Linked DNA regions of Zea mays: regions 2 and 3 are each linked to region 1. A link is a contact called in public Hi-C data. All regions are on one chromosome and are shown on one strand. Each heading gives the region's core, a stretch centred on a gene start, on an enhancer-like site or on the middle of the called end of the contact. The rest is flanking DNA. Distances are from core to core; before and after follow the strand shown. Region 1 holds the start of LOC103637397 (ras-related protein RABA1f). Region 2 holds the start of LOC103636156 (WUSCHEL-related homeobox 7-like). Region 3 holds the start of LOC103636155.

Evidence for each region. Hi-C and Micro-C count contacts between places; a contact is called where the count stands out from the background.
Region 2: a contact with region 1 is called in a Hi-C map of ear, with 5 times the contacts expected there. The contact joins the promoter of LOC103636156 here to the promoter of LOC103637397 in region 1. A contact is called at or near these places in 4 of 25 Hi-C or Micro-C datasets (ear, root tip and tassel).
Region 3: a contact with region 1 is called in a Hi-C map of ear, with 2.4 times the contacts expected there. The contact joins the promoter of LOC103636155 here to the promoter of LOC103637397 in region 1. A contact is called at or near these places in 4 of 25 Hi-C or Micro-C datasets (ear, endosperm, tassel and 1 more).

What each region holds. Positions count from the first base shown.
Region 1 is chr8:153,331,978-153,336,229 of Zm-B73-REFERENCE-NAM-5.0, reverse strand. It overlaps LOC103637397 (ras-related protein RABA1f), which reads right to left and starts at 1,619. Exons shown (of 3, transcript XM_020543182.2): 1 at 1,480-1,619; 2 at 1,289-1,358; 3 at 1-24. The coding sequence starts at 1,619.
Region 2 is chr8:153,204,953-153,208,951 of Zm-B73-REFERENCE-NAM-5.0, reverse strand. It overlaps LOC103636156 (WUSCHEL-related homeobox 7-like), which reads right to left and starts at 2,591. Exons shown (of 3, transcript NM_001301585.1): 1 at 2,215-2,591; 2 at 964-1,995. The coding sequence starts at 2,401.
Region 3 is chr8:153,163,531-153,167,686 of Zm-B73-REFERENCE-NAM-5.0, reverse strand. LOC103636155 reads left to right here and starts at 2,425. Exons shown (of 4, transcript NM_001374460.1): 1 at 2,425-2,859; 2 at 3,479-3,557; 3 at 3,653-3,770. The coding sequence starts at 2,565.

The sequences.
Region 1 (4,252 bases), core at 370-2,869:
GTCGAAGGTGACGCGGCGGGGCACCAGGGGCGTGCCAGGATTTAGAGAATGGGTATTCGAAATGGTTAGAGAGAAAAAAAATTGGATGGCCTAAAGCCTATCCTAATAGCCTTTTTTACTAGAAAGTAAACTAAATCATAACTCACGTTAAAATAATAGGTCATAAGATGATGTTGTTCAACACTAAACATATTAAAGCATTAAATATAGAGAACATTAAATAGTATAAGAAAGCTTACATATTACAAGACAACCTTTCGATCCTTCAAGCTTTGAAATTGTGTGATAATGTCTTCATCCTTGACTTGCAAGAAGAATTGTCTTTCAATAAAAGTAACCAAACATCCATTAAATTTTTTTTGTCCCATCTTGCTTCTTAGCTTATTTTTTATGAAGTTCATTCAAGAAAAGATTCTTTCAACGCCAGCAGTTGCAACAGGAAGAACTGCTCAAATCAGTGGTAGCACTGCTCTTCATTTTCAAATCTGCAAATAAATCACAATACACTCAATTCAATGCCTAGTCTAAAACAAATTAAACTAGCAATTAAACTAGCATATTGTACACCAGAGTTACGGAACAAAATGACTGTTGACTCAAATATTTATTTTGTAACGGTACATATGGAGACGTAAGTATTAAAGTGATTGATACATGTTATTATGCTAACAGTACACATGAGAAAAAGATGGTAAAAATGCAATCACATAAAATATCTAAATGTAAACAAATGCTAATAGTAGACACTGATACACATACACCTGAATTCTTATGACCTGTAGGCTGCAGCGGGGATCAACAATCTTGGTATGGATCCATGGTTGTTGTTAAGACGTTGGCTACAACTTGCATGTTGTCGACTCGCCGTGGGTCGTGGCACTAGCTGGCTAGTTGCAGGTCGCGACGTCGTCCAGCGCTAGCTGCAGGTTGTCGTAGGCCACGTGCAGCCGCTCCCTTCCCCGATCCTTGTGGTCGCGTTGCCGCCGTCTTTCTGTTGGGATTAGGGCTAGGCTTCAGACGTAAGCCAGAGAGGAGGGGACAGAGAGCAATCCAAGCTAAAATCGGATGGGCCTGATGGGCCGCGCGACAGATAAGGGAAGGAGGCCGGTACAAAGGAAATTGTGATCCAAATAGCTAGAAAACGTTACTATTTTATGTTCTTTTATAATATTTCGATGTATATCATAGTATATATAGTATATATGTATACGTGAATTTTTTTTGTTAAAAATAATGAGTATTCAACTGAATACCCTTGATTCAATGTGGGCCCGCCCCTGCGGGGCACGTCGTACACCACCAGCGCCGCCCACCGCGTCGCGGGCCCGCGGTAGTACGCGCTCGTGATGGCGCGGTACCTGGAGGGACACGACAGGCACAAGGGCGCACACTGTAATCAGCAGCGATCGCCGAGAGGGTCAGGGAAACTGAATCGCAGGCTAGCGAAATGCAAGCAAGGAACTGAAAAGAAGGGCGTACCTCTCCTGCCCGGCGGTGTCCCAGATCTGCGCCTTGACGAGCTTGTCGTCGACCTGGACAGTCTTGGTGGCGAACTCGACGCCGATGGTGGACCTGGTCTCGAGGCTGAACTCGTCCCTGGCGAACCGCGACAGCAGTTGTCACTGGGTTACTGAACTTAAATGCTATGTCAATTGAGTCTCCGAAATTTTATTGGTTTACTACACAACACGTCAACATCAGGTTTATATGTGATATAACACATCAACATCCGGTTTACATGTTATAAAGATACATCTTTATCTTTATCTTCCAACATCCTATCTATATGGCTAGAGTTACTCACCCTAGTGTATATATGGACTAAATCATGTGTATCGCAACATAAAAAACATATTATATATATGGACTAAATCCTGTGTATCGCAACATAAAAAACATATTAATTCACATAAGTTATCATCCATTCACCAAAATAAAGTAAGGACCTTTCAATCTCTCCTTTTCTTGGTATTGATGATAATTCTATAAACAAAATGAAAACTAATCATAATCCAAGGTAGCACTTCACACTAGTGTAAATTGTTAAACTGGTTTGCATTTTATATCGCTTATCCAACTTTTAAGCTTTGTTATTATGATATGAATAAGCACCATAAAACTTTATTCAGTAGTGATAATGTCCCCTACATGTATGCTTGAATGATTTAGATTCAAGCTTATACATGAATGAGTACGAAATTTGTGAAAAGATTGTCAAGATAAAGATGTACTTTCGTAACATGTAAATCACTTATTAAAAACATAATGATGACGTGTCATGCCACGTTAGAGCGAACCAATGAAAGTTTAGGGGCTCAAGTGACATAACACGCTAAGTTGGGGACTTTAAGTGATATGCCACGTTGGCAATCGATTTTACAAACCCGGCGTTAGATAATTTTGCATGTGCTAACAAAGTTTGAAGACTTGTTTGTCCGGTTTTCTGAATTGAGTGGTAAGTAACACAGCGTGTTAGTAAACAGCTAGTGTACTTTACTCCAATTACAAACCCTTCCACTCCCACGCGTCGTCCCTTCTGGTGGGCTGCGGTGCTCTGCCTGACTGCTTGCCTCTGCTACTGGGAAAACGGGAGGAGCGGGATAGGGGGAGGGTGTACGGGGCGCAAGTTCGCCGCGGTTTGCTACAGCTATAGGTTGTTCTTGTGTTGTGCTGCTCTGTTTATTTGTTTGTTTGTGTGACGGCGCGGGAGGTACCAAAACCTAGATCTCCTATCCATACATTTAAGTCAAAGGCAGTCAATACTCAATACCGGTCGTATTTCCACCAATCCAGACCAAAAGATGTGAAGAAAGGTGAAAGGAGATCGAGGAACGAGAAGCAAGGTCACGGGACACATCAATCAACTGAGACAGGAAGAGGGCAGCAATGGCCAATGGTGGGGAGTAAACACGCCACACGCAGTAGGCACTAGACAGACAGCCTATAGGAATAACGTCCTCGCTTCTCTAGCTATGTGTGAAGTCCCATCGTCAGATCCTACGTTTTGCCGCCAAGCCCCGGCCAGGCCACGAGCCCACCACGACCAGATGTTCAAAGAGTTCAAATTATCTGAACTCGTAACCCCAGTAGGACAGTAGTCCTCTCCACCGTTGAAAAAGTTGTATTTTTCTAGGAAACAAATAGTCAGAATTTACATAAAAATATAAATGTTTATAAATAAAATAAGTATTGTTAAATTAGTTATAAGATATATATATTTTCAGAGTAAATTTATTTAGACACAGGGAGTAAGTATTTATATCTTTATTCAATTCTAATATGATACTAGACGAAAGCATCTGTATTTTACTATTATTTTACTCTATCAGTATGAAGTTCAGGTCCCTTGGAAATGCAGGAATTTCTGAGAAATTATATAGGAATCAGTTTATTTTCGCAGGAAAAACATAGGAAAGAAGAAAAATTCACGCATCCTAAAGGGATAGGTATCCTAAGATCCATCTAAAAATAATGACATCCTTTCATATGTTTGTTATGTTTATAAAAGATACCATCAACATTTATGTCACTTAGTAGATTATTAGAAATATATATATTATGATTCAACTAATGATACATATTACACATCATAAATATTAGTTATTTTTTTAGAAAAATATATCAGGCCTCATTAATTTACAGTAAGGTCTTAATGTTTGATGATCAATATACCTATTTGGACTAACGTTATTTGTTATCGTCTTTGGTTATAGTTCAAAGGATATGAAGTAGATTTGGACTAAGGCAAAGTGGTGATTCAAATGATCAACACCTCAAGCAAGGCAGTAGAAGGCATGTTAAATATATTTAATCATAAGCAAAAAGTTCAAGAGACAATATAGAAAATAATAATGATAACGAAAAAAACTTTTAGTAAAGAACTTGCAGAAGCCATCACATTTTTAAAACAAGTTTGCACTAAACAGAAAGCCTAATTAAAAACACTAAAAACAAAAATAGTTAGCCCACAAAATGCTTACCAAAATTTGCTTGAACAATATGAAATCTTTGCAAAACTTAATGTTGAGTGATATAATAAAATTAAGTAATTAAAGTCTAGTGCAAACACCTCACCGAAGAGGAACTAATGAATAAAAATTACAAACTAAAAGTAAAGTTATCTAGCTCACAAGATGCTTATGAAAGTTTTCTTAATAAAATGGACATCTGTATCAAACATAATGATGGTGTAACTAACAAGTTAGAGGCTATTGATAGTACCCCAAGACACCTAAAGTTGGAAGTATTAAAA
Region 2 (3,999 bases), core at 1,342-3,841, 130 kb after region 1:
GGCAAAATGTATGAAGAGTCTTCAAATCATGTTCTCTTCACCAGTAGCGTAGTACTACAGATTATTAGTGTCGTTAGCTACTTACATGGATGACGACAAACTGCTACATAGATATTGCGTGCGTGACCAATGCATAATCTATGTTTGCACAAGGCTCCAACTCTATGTACTCGTTTCATGGAAGCACACATGTATTCGGTAAAAAAAGTGAAATAAAGTATACATGCAAAAGATGGATTCATTACGTGCAGCATTGGATGCATCTACATATGATGTTCTCTGTACTTCATACCTTCGAAGCATTCCATCATGAACGGCTTTTGTTTCCCGATGGGGAGAACAAGACACAAATTTTGGTCTTTTCTAAAGCTACTCTGCTTGCAAACTGACAAATTTCCACAACTTTTTTTATCATGCATGGCAAAGTCATGCAGGAAAGATGTGATGACAAGATCGAACATATGTACATTCCTACAAGAGATTTCGCACGCATGCATGCATGGCTTAATCCTACCGATTGCCACATGCGTCCCTTTAGACATACAAACACTGACACAGCATCCTTTGTATTGGGATCGGTAAGATGTGATTGCACCGGAGAAATTTTTTTTTCTTATCAGAACAAGATGCGTTTGAATTTTTAAATGGGATTTGTGCAATTCCATGCCAACACATGCGCTGATGCGCATAGAGCCAGGACGTCTTTGAGCATATCATAAAACATATACTGCTGCATATATATGTTAAAGCTAGCTAGCAGCCTAGCACTGGTATTGAACACTATAAAAATGAAACTACCTGAAGAAAGATCCAATATACTATGCGAGAGAAAGGACCTCCTAATCATGTGATGCGAAACACTGACAGTGACAGTCCCAATCCATACGAACACAATCCAAGCATACGATGATACAATAATAATGTACTGAGAACAAAATGTACGGAATGGTACTCCAAGATTACCTTGCAGCAGATCATAGTTGACGACAACAGCATTAGTACTTGCAGGCAAAGATGTGAGCCCAGCCGTCGCCACGCTCGCAGCGGTTCCCGGCGACGCAGCAAGGGGCACCGCCGCGGAAGCCGTCTCCATGGCCGCGCTAGCTTCGAAGCCGTACTGCAGCAACCCCAGCGTCGTGGCGTGCTCGTGCGCCGCGTCCCTTGCTACGGTGTTGGTCGCCGCGGTGGTATTGTGCTTGTGGTGCTGATGGTGATCAGCGCCGCCCACGGGCCAGAACTGCCCGAGCCCCGCCGGGCCCCAGGCGCATGTCCTGTGACCAGTGACAGTCGGCTCTGTCACCTCGTTGTACAGCCCCAAGAACGCTCCCGCAGGCAACGTCGCCGGTGGCTGCTGCTGCACGGGCACGTCGTGCCTGTACTGGCCCCCGAGAATGCTGGCGACCTCGGCAGCCGACAGGAAGTAGCCTTGTGGCCACGGCTGGAAGACGGGCTCGTCGGAGGCTACAGGGTCCTGCACCTTGTGCGCTGGCAACGCCGAGACCGGCGCCACGGGGTGGGCTTGGTAGTACATCTGCGCACACGCCGCGCCGAGCGGCCCTGGAAAGTTCATGGCCGCTGCCGTCGCGGACATCGGCTGCGGCGCCGGCTTGCTGGACCCAGAGGAGCGGTCGGAGGAGGACGAGGACGAGGAAGCTGGCGCCTGCGCGGGCGAGGCGAGCACCTGGAATTGGTTCTGGATCAAGGGCTGCGGCGTGACGGGCGGCGCAGCGGCCCCGCAACCCGGCGCGCGCGCAAGGCCCAGCCCCAGCTGTCCGGTGCGCTGCTTGTTCTTGGAGCGGGACTTGCGGTTCTGGAACCAGTAGAAGACGTTGGCGTCGCCGACCTGGCCGTACTCCTGCAGGCGCATGCGGATGCGGGGGATCTCGTCGCGCGGCGGGTTGACCATGCCGGAGTTGAAGATGGCCTCCAGAATCCGGATCTGCTCCGGCCTGGGGTTCCACCGGGGCTTCGGATCCGGGGTCCGCTCCTCGCCACCTACGCATGCACAGATCGAGAACCAAGATAATCAGCCAGTACGTACGTAGTCAGCTTCAGTTCACCCCTCGATCTTGATCCCCGTCTCCCTACAAATAAACCCTACCTCTAGCTAGCTGCGACAGTATCATGCATGCACATGCTCGATCGATCGGTGTGGGTGCATGTGCAATTGTGCATGCATACATCTAGGAAGGAGTAGGGACGACGGTGGCGTACCTGAGTAACCTGAGAGGGGGTGCTTGAGGCAGCGGCCGATGGTGGTGGTGCTGCTAGAGCCGCCACCTGAGAGGAGCGACGGCGGCGAGCTGCTGATGTCAGGCTGCGCCTGCCACGGCTCAGCGGCGTGCTTGGACCTAAACATGCTCGGCCAGTGACTGGTTTTGTTGTTGAAGGAGGAGGCCATGCCGAGCCGATTATCTTTCTTCTCTCCTCTCGTTGCCCCCCTTTCTCAGCACCAGATCTTCTCCTTATTGTGAGAGTGAGCTCACGACGACACTCTAGAACAGCGGCTGAGAAGATCGGAGGAATTAACAGTAGGAAGATCAGTGAGCTCCCTAGCTGCCCTGCTGTCGCACCTTGTCGCTACACTACACTATTGGGGCATATGGCTCGCACACTGCTGACTGCCTCTTTTATAAGGACATACGTATACAATCTCATTGAATACATTATCCTCCTTAATAACTGTTTCTAGGGCTGGTAAATAAAATAAAAAAAATCAAGAGACAGTATCTTTATAAAGAAGATCGTCTCTACACAAATTTTCAAAGAGAAAAGATGACAGCGTCTTAGTCTTAGTTTGTAGTAGGTATATATGTTTTTTTCTTAAAAACATCTAATACAACTAATAAAATGTATTTATTAAAAACACTTATCTTAGGGACATTTTATTATATGTTATTGTAATTTCTTAACCAAATTTTCCATAGACTATGGGATATACCATACATGCCCTAAATGGCCGCACCTACCCTATAGATGTCCAAACGGGCCACCCGGCACGGATCCGGCCCGAACCCGTTTCGACCCGGTACGAATAGGGCCGGGCCGGGCACGGCCCGTTGATGCTTCGGGCCGGGTCGGGCTGGCCCACGTGCCTAGGGACATGCCCAAACCCGGCACGCACAGGGAAAAATCGTGCCGGACCGGCCCGTTGGCCCGGTGGGCCTCAACGGACCGGGCCGGGCACTGGCCCGAACCAACAGTAGAACGGTATATAAATACATATATTTAACAGAATTAATCATATATAATAACATATTATTTATATATATTAAGACAACAAAATATTTATGTATGCATTTTATATTTATGTATGCATTTTATATATGTTTGCCCGCGTATTTAGTATTTATATACTATGAGAGAATTAAATGTATTTACATATTTAGTATTTACATTAATATGCGGGCCGCCGTCGGGCCGACCCATTTATCGGGCCGGGCCGGGCCAAAGCACGCGGGCCGCCGTATCTGTCCATACCCGGCCCGCTAAACGGGCCGTGCCGGCCCGGGCCCGTAACCGACCGTGTCGGGCCGTGTTTGGACCGGGCTAAATTCGTGCCGTGCCACGGGCCAAACGGGCGGCCCGCACTGTTTGGACATCTATAACCTACCCTCGTTCTCGGCTCGCGGAGCACTGCCACGCAATGAATGGTCTCCCAGTTCTACTGGCCGAGCGAAGCCACTCTTCAGTCTCCCCCCTGCTCGGAGATGCGTGCTCACGGCCGGGTCGTGTGGCGTTGCATCGGGAGGGAACTGATGGACGGCTCGCCCCCGCTGCGCTGGTCATGCATGCAGTCATGCCGGACGGGTGCAAGTGCAACGTGCGGAGGTACGCGCGAGCTGGCTGCTACAGTGGTGAACCTGCTGCTACCACTGCCACTGCCAAGCAAGGTAGACACGGAAAACCGAAGCTGCCGTGTTCTGCCAGTTCTGACGGCGACCAGGCTGGGCGTCGCCTCGCCTTTCCGATCCCATTTGCCGGAAGGAATGAGAACTG
Region 3 (4,156 bases), core at 1,176-3,675, 170 kb after region 1:
ACAAGGTGAAGGACTCTTTAAGGACCCTAGGGCTAGTGGAGGGCCCCAAACGACTAAGTGATGTTAGTGCTCGGGGGACGGACTGCCTTGAACACCAGTTATATTCTTATTATCTTGGGACGCACGAGTTCGAGGACTTAGGCTTATAGGTGCTCTAGGTCTCGAGGGCCCCGATGACTTGGATTTATAAGTGCCTCGAGGTACGAGGGGGTCAAAGGACTTAGGGTTATATGTGCTCTGAGCCCTTGAGGCTCGAGGGGCTCTGAGAACTTAAGCTTCTAAGCACCCTGAGACATGAGGGGCCCATAAGACTTAATCTTTGGTCAGTGCCCCACGACACAAGATGCCTTATGGACATAGAATATTTTACACTAAGAAATCAAGGGAAGCTGGGCCTCATAGCGCCTAGACGCCCTAGAAGGTTGTTGGCTCCTCAAGTAGCTACGTCATTGCATCTTGACACTTCGATAATATCTAGTGATAGGCTTCTCCCTTGGTTGTGGCAGCATGAGGTTTCTAGGTGAGGTTTCCAGGTCTCAGGGTCCTAAGAGTTGTGGTCATATTATGATGGGTCCTAATGTTAGTCTCTTGAGCCGGAATCCTTGAATATGTCTTTGTGGTAACTGAAGATTTAGCCTTCTCTGAAGGCTAATAACAATCATGATATTTGAATATTCTTTTAAAAACTAAAGGGTTGTGTATTTTATTAAAAAAAGGAAAATCAAAATTGAGCCACATGTTCTACTAGATGACAACTATAAAAGAAGAAAACATATATCATGTATGTGGGGAAGCTCTCTCTTTGCCTATTTGTTAGGGATGCAGCGGGTAAGATAGTAGGTGGGCACACAAGGCCATATCCATACACATGAGAGAGAAAATACCTTATACTCGTATCCACAACCTATCATGGATACAAAATTACCTCATACCCATACTCACCATGGGTAGCGGGTACCCATCAGGTACCTATACCCACCAACATTCCAGTAGATATGATCATTTTAATCGTAAAAGTAAGTACCAAATACAAAATGTTAAAACTCCATACCTTATCAATAATAAAAGATACTGACTACATATTATCTTTGTGTCCAGTATGACAAAATCATCGAACCCAACATGTCATAGGTTAGCGGGGATTTACACAATTTCGCACAGAGAATTAGGGTTAGGTTTTTGGCATTTTATTTTATATACAACACTTCTAATAATCTAGACCTACATGCCATAGGTTAGCACATTTCCCATTGATTAGCGGGTATGGAACAAGAGAAGACATACCTATGCCTACCAAATCTGATGGGTATAGTAAATGCTCCAATAAAATTTATTTGGACATAAAAATTCGCCATACTTGTATTATAATAGGGTTTGATCTATCGAGCATAATGTTTTAGATATCCATTGCCATTCTACCGTTTTTGAAAAAATAGACCTAGACTAAACATAGCGTGTTGTGGAGCACATTTTTTATTTGCGGCTATATAGTACGACAATAGCTCGTGTCCCATTTTAGCTACCTTAAGCTAAACAAGCTAGATAATAAAAGTCTGTTTGTTTGGAATTATAATCTATTCACATTATATCATCTAACTTATTTTAAACTAGATAAACTTTAGATAGAGCCTATATTTTATTACCTCATTGCCTTCTCAACGGTACCCATCTAATATTGAGTGATTGACCTATGTACCTTTGATTTTTACTATTGGCACCAAATAAAAAATATACTCATGTCCTTTTAATTGTATTAACTAGTCTATTATGTAAAAACCAAACACCTTATTGCTTGCTAGCTAAAGTTTAGCTAAGATGAATTTAAACATTTCCTTAGATGCTAAGGTACTCCCTCCGGTTTCCTATTAGTTATCGTTTTGAATAAGTTTCGAGTCAAACTTATAAAATTTTGACTACAAATAACTATTTTGTTATTTATTTTTGGAACCTAATATTTATATGCACCAATTTATTATAAAAATTACTTTTATAAAAGTATAAATGTATTAAGAGTTCATTTGTATTTTAACAAAAAACATTGGTCAAAGTTATATTTTGGAGACCGTGTCGTTGTCCTAAACGACAACTAATAGGAAACCGGAGGGAGTACGATGCATGTTTGGCAAATTGCAATTTGTTAGGTTTAAGTTGACCTAAGCGGGGTTGTCAAACCTCCAAGTTTCATCTGTACCAAAAACAAAACACAGAGAATCTTGCACGTTGTTGGCATCCGAATCACATCAAACAGGGACCTAAATCTTTTTCATCAGCATGGTTCATTGAAGAAGGAAAAAATGTGCTTATTACCTGCTCCTCATGTAGCACGTTTCAGCTGTCAAAACCAGAATGAGAATCCAGACTAACAATGGTACAAACGGGCACACAGAGAGGTTAAGCCCCAACACCGCCGTCCAGGCTGGAGGCACACGTTAATCGTCTTCATCAACAAACAAACAAACAACGCGCAATTCCCTAGTTCTCTCGTGACCGCCTTCCCTCCTCTCCTGCGTCCCAACTGGGCAATTCCCCAAACCTAACTAACCTTTGCCACCGCGGGAGCCACCATGGGTGGCCAGATGCCGGACGCCGACGGGAAGGCCCGCTCGGCGGACTCCTCGTCCTCTTACGGGTACCCGCCGTCGGCGCCGCCGCAGCACCAGTACGGCACCTTTGGTCCCCCATCCGGAGCCTCCGGGGAGTTTCCGCAGCCGGCGGTCGGGTTCCCCCAGCCGGCGGCGCCGCCTGGGATGCAGCACTACCCGCAGCCTCCTCCGGCGTCGTATGCCGTCTACCCACCCCCGCAGCAACCCTACTCGGCCGCCGCGCCGTACTACGCCCAAGGCTACCAGATCGCTCAAGGTACGGAAGCGCCTTACGAGGCGCTGCATCCCGGTTCATTTTTTTTCATAGGATCGATCAACGGGAGGCGTTCTTTTGACCGAGGAGTCTTGTGTGGCTGATTCATCGTGTAGATCTTTTCAATCGCCTAACCCCTTTGCTTATTTGCATTACATTGTAAGCTCAAAATTTAGGTGTTGTCCTGCCCAGCTGTCTTCCTGTTTATCTCCTGTGTATCTGAATCTGCAGTTCCTGCTGCATCCCTTTTTTTTTCCCCATCACTTCTAAGTTGCAGGCCAACGGCGTTGGTGTTGCTCATCCCAAATTAGACACTTGAGATCGGTAGTTCATGGAGTTCGAGGGAAACTGAATTTCTCTTTGAACTTCGAAGTGTTCTGAAATGTTAAAGTAAATGAGCAGGAAATTTGATTTGTAGGAACAACCAAATATATGCAGGGCAGTTCATTTTCAGCGAAGGATTGCATAAATAATTCAACTCTCCAAATAAATCCGTAAAATGAATAATTCAGTATATAATTTATATTTATGTTCGAAATGGTGGAAGATATGAAGTCAACAACTACACTGGAACTTTGACTGAACTTGGGTAATTATTTGTTTGCATTTTGGTGCTTTGTAGGTTATATTCCTGTTGTTGAAGGAAGGCCTGTTAGAATCCGTCCTCTTCCATGTTGTGGCCTTGGCATGGGGTGGTTTCTGTATGTTTGTTTTTCCTAAATATCAATCATCTCACAATTCATATATGAACCTGTATTGGTCTCTGAGGAACTGATATTTCCACTGTTTGCTACAGGTTTATAATTGGGTTCTTCTTTGCTGCCATTCCATGGTATCTTGGAGCTTTTGTGCTGATTTGTGTCCGAGTACGTGATTACAGGGAGAAACCAGGATATGTTGCTTGCACTATTGCTGTAAGTCCTTCCTAGCAATGTATGCATTGCTCATATGTTTCCGCCAGCTATTTGTTAATGGATTTTAGATGCAAAACATCCATTAAGCATGTGAGAATTTAGGGCCAATATCAGGGTTATTTAACAGTTTTACACACACGAACTGCTGCTGCAAATACAGAGTCAACTCCTGTCACTAAACTACACCATTGCATTTCAATAGCCCCTATAAAGCTATTGGAGATGGATATTCAAATAAAAAGACTTACCACATCGTATAGTTGAAGAAGTGCATGCTCTTTATGTTTCCAAAAAGACAAAAAAAGAACTTTGTAAGGGTTTAATGGATTTCAACATAGCTTTTGGTATCTCTTTTTTTTCCCGATGGAAGCTTTTGGTATCATCTC